Regions from separate parts of the Mus musculus genome. Here regions 2, 3, 4, 5, 6 and 7 are each linked to region 1. The links are chromatin contacts, called in public promoter capture Hi-C maps. All regions are on one chromosome and are shown on one strand. The core of a region is the stretch at or near the end of the contact, and the rest is flanking DNA. Distances in the headings are between cores, read along the strand shown.

Region 1 (3,377 bases), core at 659-3,158:
GAAGTTGAGACTGTGAATACCAAGCCTTGTGTAAACAAACAAACAAACAAACAAACAAACAGAGATACAAAAACTAAAATAGGGGCTGGGAATATGGTTCAGCCTTAGAGTTCGTGCCTAGCATGCAAAAAACTCTATTCAAAAACAAACTTAAACCATTTGGGGAAGAAGACTGAGCCTGAGAGAGGTAAAGGAGAAGAGGCAAGGAAGCAGGAGAGTGCCTGATGTTGACCAGACGTGGTACAAGAAAGAAGATAGAGCAAGCTTAACCTTTCTTTTTAAAATGTGAGGGGTAGGGGAGGGAACATGTGACTGCCAGAGGACGTTGTCATCCTTTTCATTTTTGAGATGGCATCTCTCACTGGCTTGGAAGTGCCAAGTACATTAGGCTAAAAGGCCAGTGAACCCCAAGATCACTTGTTTCCTTGTCTCCAGCTCTAGGATTAAAAGCATGGATTAGGGCTACTGAGACGTGTCTCATATAATGGAACTCAGTTTATTTAAAAAGAAAAAGCTCAACAAACAAAATGGGTTCTGAGAACCGAAATCAGGCCAGTATTTACATTGCAAGGCAAACTTTTTACCAACTGAGCTATATTCTCAGTCCCTAAGCGTTAAGGCTACTTTCTTACCATAGAAGGAAAAAGAGGCTCCCTTCTTATTATCTCCTTCTAATTTCCTAATCCTCAGTACAGATTACTACATGGCTTCCTCCAACCTTTAAATTAGAAGTCATGCATAAAATTGTTTCTAAGAGAAATTTAAATTGTCAAGGGCTAATGCTCAGTTGGTATATTGCTTGCCTAACATACACCACAAAGCCCTGGGCTCCAACTCCAGCACTACATAAAACATGCATAGTGATTCATTCCTGCAATTCCAGCATTTTTAGGGTGGAGGAAAAAAGAATCAGAGGTTCAAGGTCATTCTTCAATACACAGCTAACTTGGGCTACCCTGGCTCAAAAAATAAAAATATTAAAAAAAAGCATAAGAACTAAATTGTTAACACAGCAGTGATTATAATATCGATTAATATTTACTTAACAAATGTGTCAGGCACTACTCTGTTTGCCACATTATAGATCAAAAGCCTGTTGCAGAAAAGGAAGCTGGCTTACGTAAGTATTAAACTCAACAAAACAGAATACTTTTCCTAAAATTGTGTCAAATGGGTAAAATTAATGCCTTCAGAATTTCCAGGGACTGTGAGAAGGTTATCAGTATTGTTTTTAAAGACTATTCCAACGTATACCATCAGTGGGCAAAGATTAAGCTTTAAAAAAAAATAGGAGGGGAGAGGGTGAGTAATATTTGATGTGAAAACATTCTGGCACTCTATCTCAAATTTGTTCTAGTGCCTACATTAAACAAAAGTCCTTACAGCCCTGCAGCCCCAGCTCACCGTCCAGATATGCCAAGGTTAACCTGAAACCTCACTATAACCCTATCTTACTTCCTTTTAATTCTTCTGACAAGTCTTAGGAGCGTCATGCGGGCTCGGGCGCTGTTTGCTCCGATCACTGTCACTGAAGTGGCCTGCGCCTGACTCCAAATGCTCCCCACTACTCGCTGTGGCTGTCGTCTGCTGACCTCCTCACCTCCCTAAGCTGTCCCAAGGCGGAGGGGAAGGAGGCCGAACCCGGTCAGCCCCGCTGGGCTCCTTCCGGCAGAGGTCCCTGTTCTAACCCTCAGGCAGGCCCGACCTGGCTCAGCGAAACCTGTCCTTTGAGCTGCTGGGTCGCCACGTCTCTTATCACAAACTAGCTATTTAGCTAACGCAAAAGGAGAACAAGTTCGTGAGAAAATACAACCGCTCCACGATACCCACAAAGGAGGAGTAATTACTCACCAGCAGATCGGCCCGCCATTTTGACCTGAGAGTGAAGCGCTGCCTTCTGGGTAAGTCCTAGAGGACACGCCGGGCTCCTACGCAGGCGTCCTGGATACTTTAGGAAGGGGAAGGGAGGGGCAGGCGCTGCTCTGACCGCCAGCAGAAGGCATTTACTCTTTCCTACCTGAATGGACTCCACACATTAGGCTGATCTTTTTGTGTGCCTTGTTACAAAAAACATTCTTCGCGACACAATGGGGAAAGTACTGCGAAATTAGGAGACAGTGTTATTCAATGCTCTGTTATAGGAAAGAACCTTTGCGGAATAAATGGAGTCTTGGAGACAGGTAATGTAGTAAATGATTTTCAGGCAAACCGCATCTCAAAATGCATGGAGGGGATGCTAGGACGCTAGAGGACGCTTGATGCTCAAATTCTTTATGTCAAATGGTGCGGTGTTTTAATATAATGTATACACTATTGCATTCTTTAAATCACCTCAGGATTACTTTAATACAGAATATAAAGTAAGCACCACACAAATAACTGTTATACTGCACTATTTTGGAAGTAACACAGGTATAATGAACATTTATAGTTAACACAGATATACCCCTTCCCGATCTGTGGTAGACTCAATCTATAGGTCTGCAATCTTTGGGTTCAGAAGTGTGGCTATATTCTCATTTAATTCTAAATCATCAGTGTAATTACTGGTGCTATCAGTATTGAAGAGAGAAGGAAGCTGAGCCTCAGAAAAGTTCAATAAGTTATCCAAGGGCATTGAAATTGGGTAGAGTCCAGGTTTGTTTGTTTGTTTGTTAACTAGAATTGAGAAATCCAGTTTCAAATTCGGGCTTCCTTATTTCTAGGATCATATGCTGCACAACCAATCCCAGATAACTTTCAGCTTCTAGGCTTCACTTTCCCCACCTAAAAATCCCTATCAAACAATTTTAGTAGAAAGTTAGGTTGGATAAGCTTTAAAAATATTAACTTTAAGGTAGGAGTAAATGGCACATGCAAGATCCAAGAATTCAGTAGTCTGAGGCAGGAGGATCCCTGCAAGTTCAAGACTACAGTTGTCTACATAGTGAATCTGGCATCAGTCTGCAAGACCTTACCTAAAACAAAACAACAACAACAAAACCCCTAAGATATATTTAGAATTTGCATATAGTATTAAAAATGGAGCAAGCAGAAAGACTATAGACTGTGCTTTCAAGATCTCAACCCCAACAGGTAGAGTCTAAAATAAAAAACTAAGGACAGAAAGTGGAGTTACTGTTGAGTTTTACTATGACTCGATAGTGGTCTTTTTTTTTTTTTTTTTTGAGGTAGATACTATTTATTATTTCTTGGTTTCCCTCTCATTGACATCAACTATCTTTTCTGAATTTTGGACTGGATTTAATGTCAAAAATACAGAAATGAGCTGGGCAGTGGTGGTGCACGCCTTTAATCCCAGCACTTGGGAGCCAGAGGCAGGCAGATTTCTGAGTTCGAGGCCAGCCTGGTTTACAAAGTGAGTTCCAGGACAGCCA
Region 2 (3,377 bases), core at 240-2,739, 700 kb after region 1:
TTCCTTCCTTCCTTCCTTCCTTCCTTCCTTTCTTTCTTTCTTTCTTTCTTTCTTTCTTTCTTTCTTTCTTTCTTTCTTTCTTTCTTTCTTTCTTTCTTTCTTTCTTTCTTTCTTTCTTTCTTTCTTTCTTTCTTTCTTTCTTTCAGCATTCTTTTGCTGACATACCAGAAGAGAACATCATATCCAAATATATATGGTTAGGAGCCAACAAGTGCTTGCTGGGAATTAAACTCAGGACCTTTGGAAGAACAGGCAGTGCTCTTAACCACTGAGCCATCTCTCCAGCCATATCTTACAGCTTTTCAGATACAGTTGAAAAAATTGGAGAATTCTTTCTAAAACTATTAAGAAGGGTGTGTCACTAAACCTGAATGTCACATTGAGGGACAAAGGAAAATTTAAAAGAGTTCAGACACTGCTGATAACGTGAACACAAAGATGAAAAGCACGTGAAGAGACAGCAATGTACAGACTCTGGCAGATTAGAGAAATGTACAGATCCTAGTAGATTAGAGAGCAATGCACAGAGCCTGGCAGATTAGAAAGCAATGCACAGAGTCTGGCAGATTAGAAAGCAATGCACAGAGCCTGACAGATGAGCAGAGCCATTTCCCCCTTCCCTTTCAGACTTTCCACCCCACCCTGAGGTCTCTCATCACACCAAGTCGTCTCTCACATCTGAAAAGGAGCCCAAATTTTGGACACAACACATACTCAGAACTGTTGAGGTATTATTGTCTAGTTATTAATCTTTAGTGTAAAATCCTATTTATTTGGATTTTGCAAACAGTGCTTCATACCAACTACAAGATTATTTTGTGATTTTATAGCCATGTATTGTCGCATTCAGGTCACAAAGGTGTCTATCAGAAAATCTTATTTGAATCAGGGCATCCATGAGTCGAACAATTCGTTCCAAAGGAACTAACATCCCACACGACAGTTTGCCCTCCCTCACAGGATTCTTGCTCCTTGGACACTAGGAACTTTAGGAAGCTGCTTGAGCTCAAACCAGAAGTAGACTCTAGGACATAACATACAGAGGGCGCTACATGTCCAAGTGCTCTGTATGTCCTGAGAATCTGACTACAGTCACGTGAGAAGGGGTCAGCTAGGTAATGATGAGTGCGCTCTTGTCAGCATCTCAGGAACAGGCAGTCAGCAGACCCAGCCTGCCCTTGCCATCCTGTTGTTTTCAGTCTTCTCCCCTTCAAACCTGTGCCCAGGCGCAGCGGCCCAGCCTAGGTCAGCAGCTTCCTGCCTCACAACAAGCCCGAGCCAGCTCCCTCCGTGCCCTACCTGCCACCCTGCACAGCCCCTCAGACCTGAAAGATGGCGCTGCTCCCTGCACTAACCTCCATGTCAGAAATCCAGATGCAGCGCTGAGGAGGACAACTGCACACATTTGAGGAGTGAAGTTTGAAGAATAAGGAAGTTCGATTCCGGCGGCCCTTTCTGATGATGTCACAGGACCCGGGACTACATTTCCCACAAGTCAGTTGGAAGGATTTACAGGGAACCCCCCCCCCCCCCCAAGAGGTCTTGTGCATTGCCTGCCTTGCAGTCCAGCTGTGGGCAGCTGAAGTTGGAAAGAACCAGGCTGCCGCACGTGGCAGCAACAGGGAAAGTGGGCGTTTAAAAAAGTCTTTGTTTGCCGGGCAGTGGTGGCGCACGCCTTTAATCCCAGCACTCGGGAGGCAGAGGCAGGAGGATTTCTGAGTTCGAGGCCAGCCTGGTCTACAAAGTGAGTTCCAGGACAGCCAGAGCTACACAGAAAAACCCTGTCTCAAAAAAAAAAAAAAAAAAAAAAACCAAAAAAAAAAAAAAAAAAAGTCTTTGGTCACAGCACGCGATGTTAGCCTGTGAGCTGAGCTTTTCATAGTAATGTTTATCGCATTTCCTTGTTATCTCTGTTAAAACATTGTGATTTTAAAGCTTCGATTTTTTGTTTTGTTTTGTTTTTTTAAAGTACAGAACTACTTATGGAATGTTACTACCGAGTGGAAAATTCATGCTTTCATGGTTTACTTAAAATATGAAAGCAGGAAGTTAATATAAGAGTGGGCATTATCTCTTTAAGACGCTATGGAAACCATCCCAGGTGCTTAAGACAGAATTAGAAATCAAACTGAGTCACCACCAAGTGTTTTCTGAGCACTTGCTTTCCTCCTCTGAATCTCTCCCAAGAGGAGGGGCAGAGCTCCTTGGATCACAATGGTGAGTGTACTGGCTCTTCAATTTCCCTCTGTGTTTGGTTTGATGTTCCTTATTGATTTTCCTGTCTCCACTGATCCTGTCATCATTCACATTTGATAATACTTGAACATTACTGGTAGCTGCCTTGCACTTCCCTCACTTCTCCTAAGCAGAACACTGAGATAGTTTCCCGTGGAATACAAAGGTATCAGAAATATGCTCATATCACTGTAAAATGAGGTGATGTATTAAAGAAGTTAGACTGGAAACTTGGAGTATTGAGAATTCCCATCTTTTCGTAAGAAGGTTTATTCCTGTGTAGTTCATGCTTGAGTTAAAGCTACAAATGGCATTACAGAAAAGACTTCATACTTCCCTGAGGCATAATAATTTAAAAGCAAGCTGTTTCAGAGCAGAGACTGTGCAAAATCCCTATCCAAATATTCTTCTCTAGGGAGTGTGTTTGCCTAGGGATCAGAACAGATTCCTTAATTTAGAAAAACTAGAGTCAACAAACAGTACATTCACCTGGACATTTGATTGGCATGTCTGTTTAGAATGAGGTCATGAGTGGTCTGTCATCCCCCTGATGGCTGTAGTGAAGGGCATTACCAACAACCAGAAGGACTTAACATTTCTGAGCATAGTTAGTTTTCCAATATGTGTATGTGTTGAGGTTTGGTATGTTGCTATGTATTGTAATACTAAATTCTATATCTGAAGGTCTAAGCTTACCATGGACCTCTCACATTTAAAAGGTTCTGTTGTGCAAATCTTGTTCCTTGATTGAAAACTATTAGTTAAATCAATTTGGCTACAGCTTATTCCTAGAGGGATTAGAGGTAGGTGGCTTTTGACTTACCTGGTACAGGGTGAAGAGAGAGAAGGAAAAGGTGGAAGAATAGAGGAGGAGGACGAGTTGTGATTGGGGGTGGGGTGTAAAATGCTGGGAGAAACATTAAGTACCTGAAGTACACCACTGGGAAGGAAGCAAAGAAAGCAGAAGAGTAAATTAGAGGTTGAACCCCAGTAGTTGTCAAAGCCAGATGAAATAACCTCAAGTCTGAGCCTCGTTTACTTGTAAGCTAGTCAGGGATAAGCCTTTATGAAAGAAAACATTTAATTGGAACTGGCTTACATTTTCAGAGAGTTAGTTCAATATCATCATGGTAGAAAGCACG
Region 3 (3,377 bases), core at 387-2,886, 650 kb after region 1:
CAAAGAAGATAATAACTGCGTGTCTTTGAAAAAGTCTGCCAAACAATCTGACGCATACTTTTCAACTCAAAATACATCACTTGCATTTGAAAACAACTACCGACAGACTCAAGAACAGAAATCTTTATAAACCAAAAGGAGAAAAATGACAAAAATCCGTGCTTCACATTTTTTATTCCTCCCATCCAAATCTATACAAATACCTTCCGTATCTTCTCTCCATGTTAACCAACAGATGTCACACAGATCACCAGGGGATGGTGAGCATCATCATCGCCATCCTGCAAACTTTCCTATCAGAGTCTTTGTAAGGACGACATGTGTAATACAACAACGTCACTATATGTGAGTTTCTAAAATGAGTAATTCCTTCCCTCATATTTTCACTTGTACAAACAAAAGACTATGTGAGCAGCCCACTGTGAAAAAACTACAGGATCCCGAGTGAACCATAGCTCTTAAAGTCATCTCTTACTCTTTTGACCCAGTATAAAAACTTGGGAGAAACGGTTCCGGACGAACTGTTTAAGGGCACTCGTGGAACACAGATCCCACAACTAGTGACAGTTTTAGACACAGTATGCAGTGGACAACGACGGGAGAAAACCATGGGATCGATCAGAGAGCACTGTAAGCATCCGGTCAGGTAGGCAGGACTATTTCTCTTTCCCAGAGAAACTCAAGCACCTCTGTCCCCTTACAGTCAATCCCTAGACACCCTTGTAGCCTCTAGCCAACTCATCTCCCACAAACTAATGGCATCATAATTCCCAATGGAATTGGATGAGTTATTCTTCTCCAGTACAGTGCAGGATCAGTAATTTCTTGTTTTGCAAAGCTAGAATCTTTTCCTTTAGGGGATCATTCTAGCTCTGCATGGGGGTGTTAGTCTGAGGATTCAGGTCACAGCAGTGATCATTAAGTATTCCTATTTAAAACGGCAGTCCATAAATCTCTGTTCCAATGAAAATGGGATTAACATCCCATGCATCAATCTCTCTCGCAAAACTCTCCGTCCTTGGAAACTAGTAACTCTATGAACTTCTATCAATACAAACTAAAAGTATTAGGCCGGCTATAAAGTACAGGAGGGGCCAGATCTCCACTTGGTCTAGGTGTCCTGAGAAAACTGACAAGCGCGGGGAAGGCGTGGGTCCATAGCCAATCTGAGATGTATGAGTCCACCACCACCACTTCCAGGTACAGGTTACGAGCAGACCCGCCTGTCCGAGCAATCCTGGATTTTCATATTCCCAATTCCTTTCTTACCAATACAGCCTCTATAAGAGACCCAGGCAGCTACTCTGAGCTCACAAGAGCGTTCACTTCCAGCACCAACCGCATGCCCTCTCCCCGGCCCCAGCAGGCTTCCAGACGCTGTGGCCCAGCCTAGGTCAGCAGGGCTCCACCAAGTCTGTTCTTCCCGCCTCCGGGCCACCCCTCCTCCGCCGCCTCCGGGCCGGACCCGCCCTCGGTCCCTCCGACCTGCAGCGGTACGCGACACCCTGGACCAACCTCCATGTCAGCGATGCAAGCCGAGCGCGGAGCAGGACCAGAGAATCGCCCAACTTTGAGAGAAAATGCACTAGTGCAGTCGCAATGCGGAAGTGCCGTTTCCACAATGGCTCCTTGTGAAGCGATCCAACGGAAGACTACACTTCCCACAAGTCTGTGCGACGAGGCGCCAGGAAAACAGGCTGGTGACGTGTGTGTTTCCTGTGTTTCTTCACCTCTGCAGGTGAGGATGGATGGGAACGCGAGCATTTTTTGCACTGGGACAGCCATAGGGAGTCGGGCTGCTTTTAAAATCCCGGGTTCACTACCGGAGATGTTTGAATGTGAGTCGAGCCTTTGACTCTAATGTTTGCTGATTATTTCTGGTCAATCTGTACTGATTTAAAACTCAAAGTCTACTTATTATGAGGTTTATTCCATATGTAAAATTCACGTTGACTCAATTTAACTTTAAAATAAATCAGCAAAAAATTGTATGGAAATGACCACTTTCTGTTAAGATGATTTTACAATCAGCCTATTTGTCACTCCGTGTCTTCGCAGATGCTCAGGAGCTTAAGACAGAAGGATGCCAAATCCAAGGATAACCTGGGCAAAAGGTACAAACTACAAAAAAGGGTTACTGAGCATCTTAGGGGTAAAGTCCCTGCTTGCCTGGGATGAAGAAGGCTTTAGTTATAAATACACCACTACAATAGACAATCTCGTCCTGTAGTTAAATAAAATAACCAGTTTGCCACAGCTGGAAAAAAAGTCTTAGTGTGAACATTGGAATCCATACAGTGTAGTGCACAGGTCAAGGTGCACAGATATGATTTAAAATTATAGAACAAAATTAAAAGCCCAGCTCTCTAGAATTCACTTGTAAAGAACTCAGAGAATCTAACTGGGAACATAGAAATAATGAATGAATGAATAAAGATAGATTGGCACCATTGGGACCTCCTATCTCCTCGTAAATATCTAGTGCTGTACTGGTCATGCCAAAGACCAAAGAACAAACCTTTTTAGAAAGAAGAGTCTGGACTCGTGACGGACAGTGGTTCACAAGGAAGCTAAATCTCAGCTGAGAAGGAAAGTCTTTTTTTTTTTTTTTTTTTTTTAATAAGAAACTTGTGTCCTGCCGGGCAGTGGTGGCGCATGCCTTTTATCCCAGCACTTGGGAGGCAAAGGCAGACAGATTTCTGAGTTGGAGGCCAGCCTGGTCTACACAGTGAGTTCCAGGACAGCCAGGGCTATACAGAGAAACCCTGTCTCGAAAAACCAAAAAAAAAAAAAAAAAAAAAAAAAAAAAAAAAAAAAAAAAGAAAGAAAGAAAGAAAGAAAGAAAGAAAGAAAGAAAGAAACTTACTTGTGTCCTTTTTTATTCTTCCCTGAAATGTTTAAGAAGGAGTTTTAATAACTGGTTGGGGAGGGTGGTTGGAGAGATGGCTCAGCGGTTAAGAGCACTGACTGATCTTCCAGAGGTCCTGAGGTCAATTCCAGCAATCACGTGGTAGCTTACAACTATCTGTGGATCCCAATCCAGTGCCCTCTTCTGGTGTGTCTGAAGACAGCTATGGTGTACTCATATAGAAAAAAATAAAAATAACTATTAGGTGACACAAATGCCAATATTTCTATAGATAAGAATGAATAATACAGTCTCTGCAAATATGAATTCAATTTGGAGAGAAGAGTGTGATTAAGAAGTCTCAGGGTTTACAAATATTTGGGCCTTAGTGATGAAAGCACACAGTCAGGTACAGGGTATTTGGTCCTTTTTGCTTTCATTTTAGAAGGACATAACTTCTAAAAACAACACCCATCTCCTTCACACAAATGACCACTTTCTGAGAGAATCATTTATCCAGAATACATGC
Region 4 (3,377 bases), core at 244-2,743, 620 kb after region 1:
ATAATGGAAAACACAATGCTGTTCTTGTCCTGTAGGCCAGTGACATTAACTAGGAAGTCTCTGTCTTTTACATAACAGTTACATAGTCCACAGAAATATTCATACTGAAGGTGGCTTAAAACCCATGTTCCTTATGAATAATAGGCTTTAATGCCACACAAACACTTGATTTGACTTAAAGTGTTGTGAACTACAAAACTATACAAGAGACAGGCCAAGGAGTCTATTATGGGCAAGGGACCCTAACTGAGCAAAAGCTCTTCAAATTCACCTTTCAATCTTTCTGACGTGGATAAACTGGCAAATGTTCAGGGAGCAACAGGGAACCTGAGTGCCACAGTCGGGGCAGTGATAGAGTAGTTGTTAAGGGAGGTTTAGATGTGCAGTGTCCAGAGATAGAAGAGAAGCTCACAATTGAAGAGCAACGTAAACACTGTTAGGTATTCAAGGTCACTTCTCCTCCCCAGGGACACTCAAGTCCTTTCCCCGAAGTCACTAATAATCTCCAGGCCATCTCTCTGCTCCCATCACCCCCTCATTTGTTTCAGAAAAGGAGTCCAAGCTTCTGACATTACACAATCTCTGACATAAGTGGATACGGTATTTTCTAGTATTTTACTCTACAATGTAGGATCAATAATATCCTGAATAAGCCTTCTCCTTTAGAACATTAGACTGTCTCTACATGTGAGTGTTAAGTGTGAAGATATAGATCACGGAGGTGGCCATGAAATATTCTCATTCAAAACAACACACCAAAAAAAACCTAACAATTTATTCCAAAGAGAATGGTACTAACATCCTATACACCAACCTCCTTAGCAGAACTCTGTCCCTGGAAACGAGGAGCAGCTATTAACTCAAACCAAGAATATTAGGCTGGCCATAAATAGGAGGTGCCAGATCTCCACTCGATCTAGAAGTTCTGAGAAATCTGACCACAGTCAAGTGGCCAAGTGATCACAGCCAACAGACTTCCTAAGGCAAGCAGGAATGTGGGCTCCCATTTACACCTCTGGCGCAAGGAGAGGGCCGGCCCACCCTGCGGGGGGGCAATACTGAACCTTCCACCATTCCACATTTCTGTGCTACAGAGCCAGCTCTCCCACCCCAGAAGCGTATACAGCCGCGTCCTAACAAAGCTTTCACTCACAGCGCCACCCCCATACTGCTCTCCCCACCCAGATTTGCATCCAGGCTCAGTTGGCCCAGCTTAGGTCAGCAGCACAGCATCACCAACTCGGCTTCTCCCTGCCTCTGGTCCACCTCGGCTCCGCTCCCTCCAAGCTGGACCACTCCCCTGCACATTCCCTCAGGCTGCACTGCTCCCTGGACCAACCTCCATGTCAGAGATCCGATCGAGAGCGAGGAGCAGGACACAGCACCGCTAACTTAGGGGAAGACAAACGTCTGCAGACGGGATGCGGAAGTGCGGTTCGCAGAGCGGCTGCTTGTGACGTCACAGAGGGCACGACTACATTTCCCAGAGTTCTGTGTTCTCCCTACTGACAGCGGAGGAGGGTGGAAAGAAAGGAGAGGTGTCAGCACTGGGACAAAAGCCCACAGTCAGGCTGCTTTAAAAGTTCCGGTTGTAAAACGGACGTGCTAGAACATCCGTTGAGGCTTTGATAGGAGGGGTTATTAGTTGTATCTGGTCAAACTGTAGTTTAAAAACTCGTCTACTAATTATAAAATTGGAACCTGCACCAAAAGTTGACAATCATTTAATTGTACTTTAAAATAAGGAAACAAGAGGCTAAAGTGGAGTGAGTGCTATTACTTAGAGATGCTTTTTGACATCAACTTCGGTGTTTAAAATGAAAGGATTACAAATCCAAAGCGTTCTAGGCACTTTACAGAGACCTTGTCTCAAAATACAAAGTACAAAACTAGCAAAGGGGGTAGACTACGTGCCTAGAATGAAGGAAGACTTAATTTAATGCTCAACTTGTACATACTCCATTTTTCCATGTGTGCTGACAAGCCTGTGAGCATACATGCATTAGACTCCACAGCTGGGAAAACAAACAAAAACACTTTCCTGTGAGCACTGGAATCCATACAGTGAAGGAGGTAGGTCAGAGACATAGACGTTAAAAAAAAAAAATCTCTGAACGAGGTTATAAGTACTACCCTCACATTTACATGTGAAGACTTTCCAGAATCCATTGGTGGATCCTTGATCTCTCCATTTGTCCCTTGCTTACACTTTCATTCATTAATCTGCATAAGAACTTTAATTTTATGAGAACTATACCAGAACATCACCCACGTCTCCCTGGTTCACCACAAACAGAGAAGTGTTTAACAGCAGGTGGTCTCTGAGCCTGTGAGTATCTCTTCTGCTTCTCTCCCAAGGAGGGCACAGTTCTTAGCATTGTACGGACTTCTGGTCCATCATCCATTGTAGAATTTCTCTCTGCATTAGGCATGGGGTATCTTGCTCTGTAGACCAGGCTTGCATTGGACTCAAAGATCCCCCTGATTCTGCTTCCCAAGTGCGGGGATTAAAGGCATGTGCTACCACTATCCATGGTATTTTTATCACTGTGGAGAACTCAACTTCTCTTTTCCTACTTAGTTCTCCTTGCAGTGATTAAGCATGTGTTGTAACCTCCGAATTGCTGATACTAGAGAGATACTTTAGTGTTGTGCACAGTTTGTCTCTGCATTTTTTGCTCCCACCCCCCACCCCCCTGGCCAGAAGCTCCCATCTTCCCTCTAGCCCTAGACAAGTATGCTACACAGACAGCTGGTTTCTGTGCTGTGTCCTCCTGCAGCAGCCTGAAACTCCCTCCCCCCACCTCTAGCATTAGAATGGCACTACCCATAAAACTCCCCCTTAATGAGGACATTCTGAGGAGACATCCTCCCTGCCTTTGTGTCTCTAAAAACCAACACTCCTGCTGAGGAACTGCAGAACTCCAGGTGCCTGTCCTTGAGACCTTAGAGAAATAACAAGCTCAAGGGAGACCATGGGGAAAAAAAAGTAAACAGAGGTCAAGCTCTCCTTAAATGCTATTTTCCCACTGGACTTTCTCCTTTCAGATGAATTCACACTTTTGGAAGAATAGAGTCTTTCATGGACGGGGGTCTAGGCTTAGGGCACCTTTCCTGTTGCCTCAATATGGAGAATTAGGGTTCCCCGTTTAGAGCCATTCTTTCAATAATTACCTAGAATTTCAAATGGCCTTTTCTGTAGTTTGAACATGATGAATGAAAGATAACAGCAGCAGGAAGACACCTACTGATCTTAGGAAAGAACTCAGGATAGCTGCATCTCTGCAGCACTGACTTGCAGGCAGCTCCACAGGGGAGGGAGACTCCTCACCTATACTCTTTACCTCATGTATAACCTGGGCGGGGCAGACCTGTGG
Region 5 (3,377 bases), core at 429-2,928, 600 kb after region 1:
CTGCTCTCTCATAGAACCAAGACTACCAGCCTAGAGATGGCACCACCCACAAGGGACCCTCCCCCCTTGATCACTAACTCGGAAGGGGAAGTATGCTGGATAATGGCGTCCAGGTCTTGGTCGTCTAAGTGATGATGTCAGAGGCCATTGAGAAAAATTACAGATGTTATTTGGACAGAATTGAATAGAAACCAAATACGTATGCATGAGATAAACTTGAGAAACACAGATTTTCATTACTCTGTCTTATGGGGCTTTAAAAGTTGCAGTCATTGAGAAAATGCCTTATAACTGGATCTTGTGGAGGCATTTCCCCAACTGAAGCTCCTTTCTCTGTGATAACTCCAGCCTGTGTCAAGTTGACACAAAACTAGCCAGTACACTGGTTGATGCCACATGTAAATCTGGCTCTCATTCCCCACGTGAGGAGCAGGAGCAGGGTTTCTGTTTTGGCTAACTAGAGATGCATTCTACACACTTTGATGTGCAGTGTAAGGAAGGAGAAGCCATGCAAGAGGCAGAAAAGCAAGGGAGGGGTGTAAACCACTGTGGCTGCTTCAGACAAGGAGAATTCCAGAATGGGAATGAGGTCCGTTTACCTTAAATTACATAAATGCATAACGTTCTTTAAGTTCTCCCTCACCCTGCTGACCTCACACAAACGCTTAGCAGCCTAAAACAAGGTGAGCTTTCCCCCCACTGCTCCGGGGGTCCCTGCTAATGGACTGGCTCAAGTTCAAGACCAGATCGAAGAATGTTTGTACAACAGTTGTGGGCCAAGTAGACATCCTGTCTTTCTTGAAAAGTAATCAACCAAAACTTAGGGATGGAACCCTTCAAAGGCTTAAGAAACGCCAGCCCTGAAGGTGAAGCGGGACATCAGCTTCCCCACCCCTCACTCTGCCTGCCAGTGGTTGCTTCTCTCCATGTGCCCACCGCACCTGTTTTCCCTCAGCCCTAGTCAAAGCTTTTCTTTATCAGGTGATTCTGGTAGATTTGTCCACGGTGCCCCAGAATTTCCCAGCTACGACCTGTTGTGTCTCTGATTTTTTTCTTACCCGTTTAATTCACCGACTGGCCGAGAAAAACGATGACAATCCTTGATCATACCGGCGTGCTGTGAAACGCTCGAGAGGCAGAAAACCCACCTATTTTAGATGAACTGAGAAAACCTCAAGATTCATCTGAGAGTGAGGTTCAGCTAGTAACAAAGTCTCCCCAGCCAAGCGGGAAAGTGAGCTCTCAGCACCGCCTGAGATGCAAGTTCGTCAGCTGACCCACCAAGCCTGATCTTTACACCATACCCCACTCCCGTGCAACCATCCTGCACTCCTGTCCCAGAAGCCCACGGTAGACTCGCGTTGTGCTCAGAGTTCTGACAAACATCAATCAGGGCACCGTCAGACACGCCCTCTCCCCAGCCCTGACCAGTATCTTTATGGACCAGAATGTAAGGACAGCGCAGGTCAGTTTCTCCCGACCTCCCACCCATCGCTGCTCTACTCGCTGCCAGATGGATCCCCGCACCTCGAACAATGCCTCAGGCTGCGCTGCTCCCTGGACCAACCTCTACGTCAGCGATGCAACTCGAGAGCTGAGCAGGACAGCACTCTCACCCAACTTTGGAGAAACAGCACACTTTCAGACTCAATTAAATACTGTTTCCGGAGCAGGTCCCTGTGACGACACAGTGGCCAGACTACAATTCCCACAAGTCTGTGCGAAGAATTTCCCGGAAATCAGCTAGGGCTGTTCCTGGATTTGTCACTGGCAACCCACAGGAGTGTATGAGAGAAAGAAGCCTACTATGCTTGACAGCCATTGGGAAGTCAGGCTGGTTTTCATCTCCAGATCCACAACATGAGATATATGAATATGAGTCGAGCCTTTGACAGAAATATTAGGGTTTCAGGTCCTTTCCTGTCCATGTGTTGTGATTTTAATCTTACTACTCCTTGAAAAAAAAAATCAGCACGACGAAGCAATCACTAGTGTGGGAATAAAAAAATATCTTTTAAAGATGATTTTTCAAACCAGCATTGATGTGCCTTATTATGCTCTTAGCTGCCTGGTGGCTTATGGAAGAAGGACCCAGGATCCAAGGTTGGATTGGGCTATTTATAGAGACCTTATTTCTAAATAAGATGGATAGGGAGCTAGTTTAAGGTAAAAGCCTTTGGGTGTAATGGCTTTGGCTCAACACTATGCTACATAAATAATTCTTGTTCTTCTGTACTGATACCCGGTGTGAGTCATATATATATCAGATTCTACAACTGGTAAAACTATTCCTGTGAACATTGGAACCCATACAGTACAGGAAGTGGGCCAAGACCACACAGGTGGTTTTAATAATTGAACAAAGTTAAGTTCAGCTCTTGAGATGAAAGGAAAGACCATCCAGAGACTGCCCCACCTGGGGATCCATCCCATATACAACCACCAAACCCAGACACTATTGCATATGCCAGAAAGATTTTGCTGACAGGACCCTGATATAGCAATCTCTTGTGAGGCTATGCCAATGCCTGGCAAATACAGAAGTGGATGCTCCCAGTCATCTATTGGATAGACCACAGGGCACCTAATGAAGGAGCTAGAGAAAGTAGCCAAGGAGCTAAAGGGGTCTGCAACCCTATAGGAGGAACAACAATATGAACTAACAAGGATCCCCCACCCCAGAGCTGTGCAGGACCCTTCATTAATGTATCCTTTACAGGGAGGCACATGACCTGACTGTGTAGTTTTATCTAGCTCAGAATGGTAACTCCTTTAAAAGGTTGTTCAATGGACTGCATTATATGACGTTATACATAATCCAAATATTTCCCAAGTTCCTCTCTACAAAGCAGAGGTTTTCTATCCATGTATGCATATATGGAATGTTTCCTATTTACCTATGGAACTTGTGCCTTTTGGCTGTTGTACTGGCTGGTTTTGTGTCAACGTGACACAAGCTGGAGTTATCACAGAAAAAGGAGCTTCAGTTGAGGAAATGCCTCCATGAGACCCAGCTGTAAGGCATTTTCTCAATTAGTGATCAAGGAGGAAAGGCCCCTTGTGGGTGGTGGCATCCCTGAGCTGGTAGTCTTGGGTTCTATAAAAAAGCAAGATGAGCAAGCCAGGGGAAGCAAGCCAGTAAGGAACATCCCTCCATGGCCTCTGCATCAGCTCCTGCTTCCTGACCTGCTTGAGTTCCAGTCCTGACTTCTTTTGGTGATGAATAGCAATGTGGAAGTATAAGCTGAATAAACCCTTTCCTCCCCAACTTGCTTCTTGGTCATGATGTTTTGTCCAGGAATAGAAACCCTGACTAAGACAGCTGTCCACCTTCTGGACTACTTTGATGATTATTCTTTACTTGGTTCCAAGTCATC
Region 6 (3,377 bases), core at 422-2,921, 580 kb after region 1:
CTAACATTGAGATGTTGAAGGAAAAAAAAAATTTTCACAGCAGGGCCAGACTTCCAGTCTCTCAGATAGGAGAGAACAGAGAAGCCACAATATCTGAAAGCCCAGAGAATTTATTGTAAATACAGATGTTTGGTTCAACAGGTTTGTCAGTCAGGACAGACAGCTCATTCACAAAATCCACAAATCTGAACTGTACATTTACGAAAGAGTTTGACCAAGGGTCAGGAACTGAAACAGGCAGTGTGTGTGCAATCTTACAGTGAGGGCACCTCTGGTGTCCTTTGTTAACACCTTGTGACAGATTTTACAATCCCATGCTTTACAACCTCTAAGGTTCCTAACCCTGGAGGCAATTTTTTAAAATCTGTCTTTCTTAGGAAGATTTTAATTAATCCTCCATTGAGAAACAGCTCAAGCCGGGCGTGGTGGCGCACGGCTTTAATCCCAGCACTCGGGAGGCAGAGGCAGGCGGATTTCTGAGTTCGAGGCCAGCCTGGTCTACAAAGTGAGCTCCAGGACAGCCAGGGCTATACAGAGAAACCCTGTCTCGAAAAAACCAAAAAAAAAAAAAAAAAAAAAAAGAGAAACAGCTCAATATCCTTTTAGCAAACATGGGTGTCAAGCTACTTTCAAGTGAGGAACTGAACAGCCTCCATGAGGGATTCCTATTCCAAGTGAATCTTCTTTAAATCCACAATTCATTTCAAAGAAAGTGGGATAAATATCACGTACACCAATGCTCCCTTCAGGACTCTGACCCTGGAACCTAGCAAGTTCTGTCACCTCAAAGCAAGACAAGAATAACTGCATGTGCGATGAATTAAAGACTAGCTCCATTTCCAACTGAGCGTTGTACAACACAGCAACAAAAACAAACAGCAAACAATAGTAACCGGACATGCATTCTGCTTTTTTTAATCTCTCTTAGCTGTGCTTGCTCAGAAAACAAACAAAAAATATAATGCCTTATGAAGCAGACCATCCCAAGTTGAGACAACTGTGTTTTGTGACTTAAAGAATTCCAACCCCTGTCTACCCTTTTGCAGCAGTTCTCAAACTGGCAAAGGAGATTGTGGCTCTAAATAAAGCAGTTTTGTTTCGTTGGTTTGTTTTTTACCTTTTAATTCCTAGTTTTATTTGGTGATCTTTCTCAGTGGTCCTGAACTCCGTAACAGACAGCCATAAAGTACAGAAAGGACCAGATCTCCTCTTATCTAAACATACTGAGCGATCCAGTAACATCCACGTGAGAGTGACCCAGCTAATACTTCCACCAGAAAGCTGGAAAGTGAACGCCCAGAATCACCATGACCAGGCAAAGACCTTCACCCAGCCAACATTGCCTAGGCAATCCTTGAACTTACAAGCTTCTCCATTCCTTGAATTCTGTCGGTCTAAACAGAGGTCAGTCCCACTAACCCCCGCAGCGCCCTCTCACCAGCCCTGTCCAGAAAGCTCCTCCAAATCAGCTCCTCCCAGCTTCCATTCCACCCGGTCCCTGTTCCCTCCGGACCTATGCACCCCGCACAGACCCTGGGGTGACTGAACCCTGGACCAACCTCCATGTCAGAGATCCAACGGGAGAGCACAGCAGGACCAGAGTCTGGCCCAGCTTTGGATAAGAGCCGCACATGCTTACCAAAAGCTGAACTCTTGTTTACCAAAGTACCGATCTGTGACGTCACCGTGCTACAGACTACATTTCCCACAAGTCTGTGCGATGGCGTTGCAGGAGTCTTAGGAGAGTGAGTTGTACTACAAAATGGTCCTGGATTTCTGCATTGATGTCTGTCACCTAGTTAGTGTCGCCTAGTTAAGAAGCATGGAGGCCACGAACTGAGCCCAGTTCTAACGAGCCGAGTGCATTCCTCAGTTTCTGTGGTCCAGCTTAAAGGGGCAGAGGATTTTCTTGGCAAAGTTCTTAATTTCTTCATTTCCGGTGAAATTTACAGCTATTTGAGGAAACTGCCTCAAGGCTTTGGCTTAATACCCAGTACTGCACATACTTAAGTGAGCCGCGTTCTCCTGTATTGACACCCTGTGTGAATATTTGTCAGTGTACTGAGTTACCAAGATGGTAAGAGATAGAGACACTCCAGGATGTGATAAGCTTTAGCAAAAGCCGCCGGGGAATCAGCTTCTGATGGACTGACAGCCAATGTGTCGGGTTTACCAGGATTGTTTTATAACTGAGGTTATGCTAAGCTTTTGATATTCCCAAAGAAGACAATGCCATGGATTTTAGGTAACAATCACGGATTATTTACAGGAGATCACCACAAGGCTTAAGCGCCATCACTCTGGATGCCCTGTGCAATGGCTCTTCTAGAAATCAACTACAAGCCGTACACAGATCACAAGCCACTGCAGGAAATCGTTTTCATGTGAATATTGGAATCCATTCGTGTCGGAGGTTAGTCAAGAGAAACAGACTAAATCATCGAACAATTTTATTTATTTATTTAGATTTTTCGAGACAGGGTTTCTCTGTTTAGACCTGGCTGTCCTGGAACTCACTTTGTAGACCAGGCTGGCCTCAAACTCAGAAATCTGCCTGCCTCTGCCTCCGGAGTATCGAACAATTTTAAAGTCCTCCTCTCTGTTGTTTATCAGTAAAGATCGCCCAGATCCATCGCAGATCCTTTGTCCATATTTTCAACCTTTAGCTTATGTAAGTGTTGTGGGTTGTCCTGATGTTGTTTGAATTTTCATGTTAATTCTGCATCCTCAAGAGGGGTGGCCCCCGGGAGAGTGGTGGATCAAGTACTCAGGTGCTCTCCTGTGAATCTTCTCCCCATTTACTGGTCAATAAAAGCAAAAGCCTGTGATTGGGCCGTGGAGAGGAAAGGTGAGAGAGGAGATCTTGGAGAGCGAGAGATGGGGAGGGAGAGATGACAGGAGAGGAGGAAGCAGCAGCTAAGATGGAGCTGAACCACGTGACCAGGAGAAACTGCAGATAACCAACGGTCTCCTAGCTGGGGATAAGTTAGTATAGTTCTGCCAATCTAGGTTTATTGCTTATAAATATAATAACTGGATTGTATGTGTTTTTGTACGGGACTATTGGAGTTGAAGATTACTGTTACATGTAAGAAAGTTAGTTTTAGTGAGTCTCAGAAATATTTCTCTTAGTTACTGTACCTCACTTTGGAACTTGGCCTTTACATGAACCTGATGAACAGAAGTCTGTAAGATTCTCTGAATAATCTGAAGCACAAAGTGGAACTCAGTGATTTTGCTTCATATGGATCTGATTTGCGTTTGCTTACTCCTCAGCCATCTACTTATCTTTCACATTTACATGTATTCTTGTGTTCAAAACCATGTTTTACGGCATGTATGGCCAGCAAGCTTCCATAATAGTTCATTTCCTGTCC
Region 7 (3,377 bases), core at 640-3,139, 550 kb after region 1:
CAGGCCTCACACCAGCTCATGTCTCCATCCTGAAAGGGGTTCACACACTCACATCACCATCCTGGATGGAATAGGGAGAGTTGGTAGTTTCTATTATTTTTCACTCCACATGTAGGCTTGCTATGGCAATGCAACTCTCAGAGTCTCCTGTGATGGCATTGTTATGCCCTCCGATGGGGATGTTAATGTAAGGATCAGTAGACATTCTTGTTATGATGTTGAAAACCAGGATCTAACACTGAGATGTTGAAGGGAAAAAAAAAATCTTCTTCACAGCAGGGCCAGACTTACAGTCTCTCAGCTAGGAGAGACTGAAGAGGCTATGACATCCAGAAACACAGAGAATTTATTGGGGAACATAGATGTTTGGTTCAACAGTAGGTTAGTCATTCTGGACAGACAATATGTACACAAAACCTATAAATCAGAACTGTACATTTACAAAAGAGTTTGACCAACTGAAACAGGCAGCGTGTGTGCAGTGTTAACACGAGGGCACCTCTGGTGTCCTTTGTTAACACCTTGTGACAGGTTTTTCGATCTCAGGCTTACAACCTCTGAGGCAAAAGTTTTATCTCTTGTTTTACTTAGGGAGATTTTAGTTCATCCTCCACTGAGAAACAGCTCAATATCCTTTCAGAAAACATCTGTGTCATTTCAAGTGAGGAATTAAACACTTTCCACGAGAGATTCCTAATCCAAGTGAACCATCTGTAAATTCACAATTCATTTCCAGGTAAGTGGAGGAAACATCACACACCTCAATCTCCAGTACGCAAAACTCTGACCCTGGAACCTAGCAATTTCTGTCACCTCAAAGCAAGACAAGAGTTATTGCATGTGTGATAGTTAAAAGCTAGCTCCATTTCCAACTAAGCTGTTGTACAACACAGCAACAAAAACAAACAGCAAACAAAAAACCAAAAAAAGAAAAAAAAAAAAACCCACATAGCAGAAAATCCCCAGAGTTGAGATACTTGTGGTGTGTGCCTTTAAAAATTCCAACCCCTATCTTCCCTTTTGCAGCAGTTCTCAAACTGGCAAAGGAGATTGTGGCTCTAAATAAAGCAGTTTGGGTTGTTTTTTGTTTGGTTCTCTCTCCTCTCTTCTCTCCTCTCCCTCTCCCCCTCCCCCTCCCCCTCTCCCTCTCTCTCTCTCTCTTTCTCTGTGTGTTTTTGTGTTTTGTTTTTCGAGACAGGGTTTTTCTGTGTAGCCCTGGCCGTCCTGGAACTCACTTTGTAGATCAGGCTGGCCACGAACTCAGAAATCCGCCTGCCTCTGCTTCCCAAGTTCTGGGATTAAAGGCGTGCGCCAGCACCGCCCGGCTGGTTTTATCTCATAATTCCTAGTTTTGTTCGGAGTTTTTTTCAGTGGTCTTGAACTCCGTGACAGACAGCCATAAAGTACAGAAAGGACCAGATCTCCTCTTAACTAAACTTACTGACAGATCCAGTAATATCCACGTGAGAGTGACCCAGCTAATGCTTCCACCAGAAAGCTGGAAAGTGTACGCCCAGAATCACCATGCCCAGGCAAAGACCTTCACCCAGCCAACACTGCCCAGGCAATCCTTGAACTTACAAGCTTCTCCATTCCTTGATTTCTGTCAGTCTAACGCAGGGGTCAGTCCCACCAACCCCCGCAGCGCCCTCTCACCAGCCCTGTCCAGAAAGCTCCTCCAAATCAGCTCTTCCCAGCTCCCATTCCATCCGGTCCCTGTTCCTTCCGGAACTATGCACCCCGCACAGACCCTGGGATGACTGAACCCTGGACCAACCTCCATGTCAGAGATCCAACGGGAGAGCACAGCAGGACCAGAGTCTGGCCCAGCTTTGGATAAGAGCCGCACATGCTTACTAAAAGATGAACTGTTTACTAAAAGTGCAGACCTGTGACGTCACCGTGCTGCAGACTACATTTCCCACAAGTCTGTGCGATGGCGTTGCAGGAGTCCTAGGAGAGTGAGTTGTATTATTTAAAGGTCCTGGATTTCTACATTGATGTGTGTCTGCAATGTAGTGTCACCTACTTAGGAAACAAGGAGACCATGAACTGTGTCCAGTTCTAACGAGCCGAATGTTTATGTAAGGTGCCGCTTTTCCGGATTTTCACTGTAAAGTTCTTAATTCCTTAATTTCCGTGGAGTTTACAGCTATTTGAGGAACCACCTCACTGCCAGTTAAGTGGCAATAAGCTAGTTTGCAGAAACCAGACCATGCGTTAATCATTTCAAAAGAGTTTTACAATTTTCTGGAGGAGGGAAGTTGCCAGGAACTTATCTTTTAGTAATTTAAGAGCGGGTGCCCGGCACACAATAAAGTTTCCTCACAGAGGACAAAGAGCAAAAGCAGGGACTCAGGCTGCTTTTGACATTCAAGATTCACAGCCTGCGGTGTCTTTAATCCCAGCTCACTGCAAGCAAATTCAGGCACCTCTGAGTTCCAGGCTGCCTTGTTTACAGTGAGTCCCTGGCCTGCCAGGGCTACACAGTGAAACCCTGTCTCAAAACAAAACAAAGAACAACAAAACCAGAAATATCCAGATTCATCACAGAAGATATTTGTGAATCAAGCCTTTCCATGTTTTGTTTGTTAAGTTTACAAGTTGTTGCTCATCAATATGTTTATTTTAATCTTCATTCTACATATTATAAAATGTTACTTAAGCTTGCAAAAAAAAAATAGAAAAATAGACAAAAGGAACTTGCCAGATGTTATGGATATGCCTTCAATCACTTGGGAGGCAGAGACAGGAGAAACTCTAGTTCTAGGAGAGCCAGAGGCCTGTACTGGGACTGTCCCAAAAAAAAAGGAGGAGGAGAGAGGGAAATAGTATGTTATATTGGCAGTTTTCCTTGGAAATAACAGAATCCCTTCTGGGCCAAACCAAGCTGCTCTGAGCAGCCTACTACCCAGGGAACCTCCACTCTCCTGCCACCTCTCCTTCACCTCCATCAGACTCCTGAACCACAGGTAAGGTTCCCTTCCCCAACCCTTCTTCCCTGCTATCTGAGTCCTCTGGGGCAAGCCAAGCTGCTGGAGCAGCCCGCCATCCGAGAGGTCCTCCATTCTCCTGCCACATATCTGCCCACCTTCATCAAACCTGAGACTCCTGAAGCATACAGAACCACAGGTTCGCAACCATACAGCCCAAGGCAGCCCATCAGAGGCCTGCCACACCAGGACCATCCAGGTTCACCTTCCTCTCAATCCGGCTACAATGAGAACATCCATGGAGCAAAAGCATCTAGATGGCTAAAGGCCCTCGAAACAACACAATCAACACGAACCAGGCCAATGTGACACCTCCAAAGCACAGCTACCCCATGACAGACAGCAAGCCCTAGTTATCCTGATCCAACCAAACCACGAGAAAAC

Evidence for each region. Promoter capture Hi-C pulls out the DNA fragments that hold promoters and counts their contacts. Capture Hi-C pulls out chosen DNA fragments and counts their contacts.
Region 2: a contact with region 1 is called in a promoter capture Hi-C map of second pharyngeal arch cranial neural crest. The contact joins the promoter of Zfp729b here to the promoter of Uqcrb in region 1. A contact is called at or near these places in 5 of 39 promoter capture datasets (the C10 cell line, cranial neural crest, frontonasal cranial neural crest and 2 more), 1 of 484 Hi-C or Micro-C datasets (CD4 T cells), 1 of 115 datasets of contacts at active chromatin or transcription factors (memory CD8 T cells) and 2 of 9 other capture datasets (adipose tissue and liver).
Region 3: a promoter capture Hi-C map of adipose tissue shows a contact between it and region 1. The contact joins the promoter of Zfp748 here to the promoter of Uqcrb in region 1. A contact is called at or near these places in 6 of 39 promoter capture datasets (the C10 cell line, cranial neural crest, hippocampal neurons and 3 more), 2 of 484 Hi-C or Micro-C datasets (cerebral cortex and uterus), 2 of 115 datasets of contacts at active chromatin or transcription factors (bone marrow-derived macrophages and intestinal villus epithelium) and 4 of 9 other capture datasets (adipose tissue, liver, macrophages and 1 more).
Region 4: a contact with region 1 is called in a promoter capture Hi-C map of pre-B cells. The contact joins the promoter of Zfp87 here to the promoter of Uqcrb in region 1. A contact is called at or near these places in 16 of 39 promoter capture datasets (the 3T3-L1 cell line, the C10 cell line, the HPC-7 cell line and 11 more), 2 of 115 datasets of contacts at active chromatin or transcription factors (bone marrow-derived macrophages and double positive thymocytes) and 3 of 9 other capture datasets (adipose tissue, liver and macrophages).
Region 5: a promoter capture Hi-C map of second pharyngeal arch cranial neural crest shows a contact between it and region 1. The contact joins the promoter of Zfp58 here to the promoter of Uqcrb in region 1. A contact is called at or near these places in 5 of 39 promoter capture datasets (the C10 cell line, cranial neural crest, hippocampal neurons and 2 more), 2 of 115 datasets of contacts at active chromatin or transcription factors (bone marrow-derived macrophages and memory CD8 T cells) and 1 of 9 other capture datasets (adipose tissue).
Region 6: a contact with region 1 is called in a promoter capture Hi-C map of liver, with 2.4 times the contacts expected there. The contact joins the promoter of Zfp874b here to the promoter of Uqcrb in region 1. A contact is called at or near these places in 10 of 39 promoter capture datasets (the 3T3-L1 cell line, the C10 cell line, cranial neural crest and 5 more), 1 of 484 Hi-C or Micro-C datasets (CD4 T cells), 1 of 115 datasets of contacts at active chromatin or transcription factors (bone marrow-derived macrophages) and 2 of 9 other capture datasets (adipose tissue and liver).
Region 7: a promoter capture Hi-C map of liver shows a contact between it and region 1, with 2.9 times the contacts expected there. The contact joins the promoter of Zfp874a here to the promoter of Uqcrb in region 1. A contact is called at or near these places in 6 of 39 promoter capture datasets (the C10 cell line, cranial neural crest, liver and 2 more), 1 of 115 datasets of contacts at active chromatin or transcription factors (memory CD8 T cells) and 2 of 9 other capture datasets (adipose tissue and liver).

What each region holds. Positions count from the first base shown.
Region 1 is chr13:66,903,442-66,906,818 of GRCm38.p6, forward strand. Uqcrb (ubiquinol-cytochrome c reductase binding protein) reads right to left here and starts at 1,909. Exons shown (of 4, transcript NM_026219.2): 1 at 1,852-1,909. The coding sequence starts at 1,870. Gm10767 (predicted gene 10767) reads left to right here and starts at 1,974. Exons shown (of 3, transcript NM_001177750.1): 1 at 1,974-2,180. It also overlaps a transcript of Mterf3 not described here.
Region 2 is chr13:67,608,218-67,611,594 of GRCm38.p6, forward strand. Zfp729b (zinc finger protein 729b) reads right to left here and starts at 1,490. Exons shown (of 4, transcript NM_001163246.2): 1 at 1,356-1,490. The coding sequence starts at 1,361.
Region 3 is chr13:67,551,516-67,554,892 of GRCm38.p6, forward strand. Zfp748 (zinc finger protein 748) reads right to left here and starts at 1,637. Exons shown (of 4, transcript NM_001035231.3): 1 at 1,516-1,637. The coding sequence starts at 1,521. 9430065F17Rik (RIKEN cDNA 9430065F17 gene) reads left to right here and starts at 1,687. Exons shown (of 5, transcript NR_131100.1): 1 at 1,687-1,738; 2 at 2,059-2,114.
Region 4 is chr13:67,524,738-67,528,114 of GRCm38.p6, forward strand. Zfp87 (zinc finger protein 87) reads right to left here and starts at 1,494. Exons shown (of 4, transcript NM_133228.3): 1 at 1,340-1,494. The coding sequence starts at 1,345.
Region 5 is chr13:67,498,844-67,502,220 of GRCm38.p6, forward strand. It overlaps Zfp58 (zinc finger protein 58), which reads right to left and starts at 1,679. Exons shown (of 4, transcript NM_001007575.2): 1 at 1,528-1,679.
Region 6 is chr13:67,482,582-67,485,958 of GRCm38.p6, forward strand. It overlaps Zfp874b (zinc finger protein 874b), which reads right to left and starts at 1,672. Exons shown (of 4, transcript NM_001076791.2): 1 at 1,560-1,672. The coding sequence starts at 1,565.
Region 7 is chr13:67,449,735-67,453,111 of GRCm38.p6, forward strand. Zfp874a (zinc finger protein 874a) reads right to left here and starts at 1,890. Exons shown (of 4, transcript NM_177712.4): 1 at 1,778-1,890. The coding sequence starts at 1,783.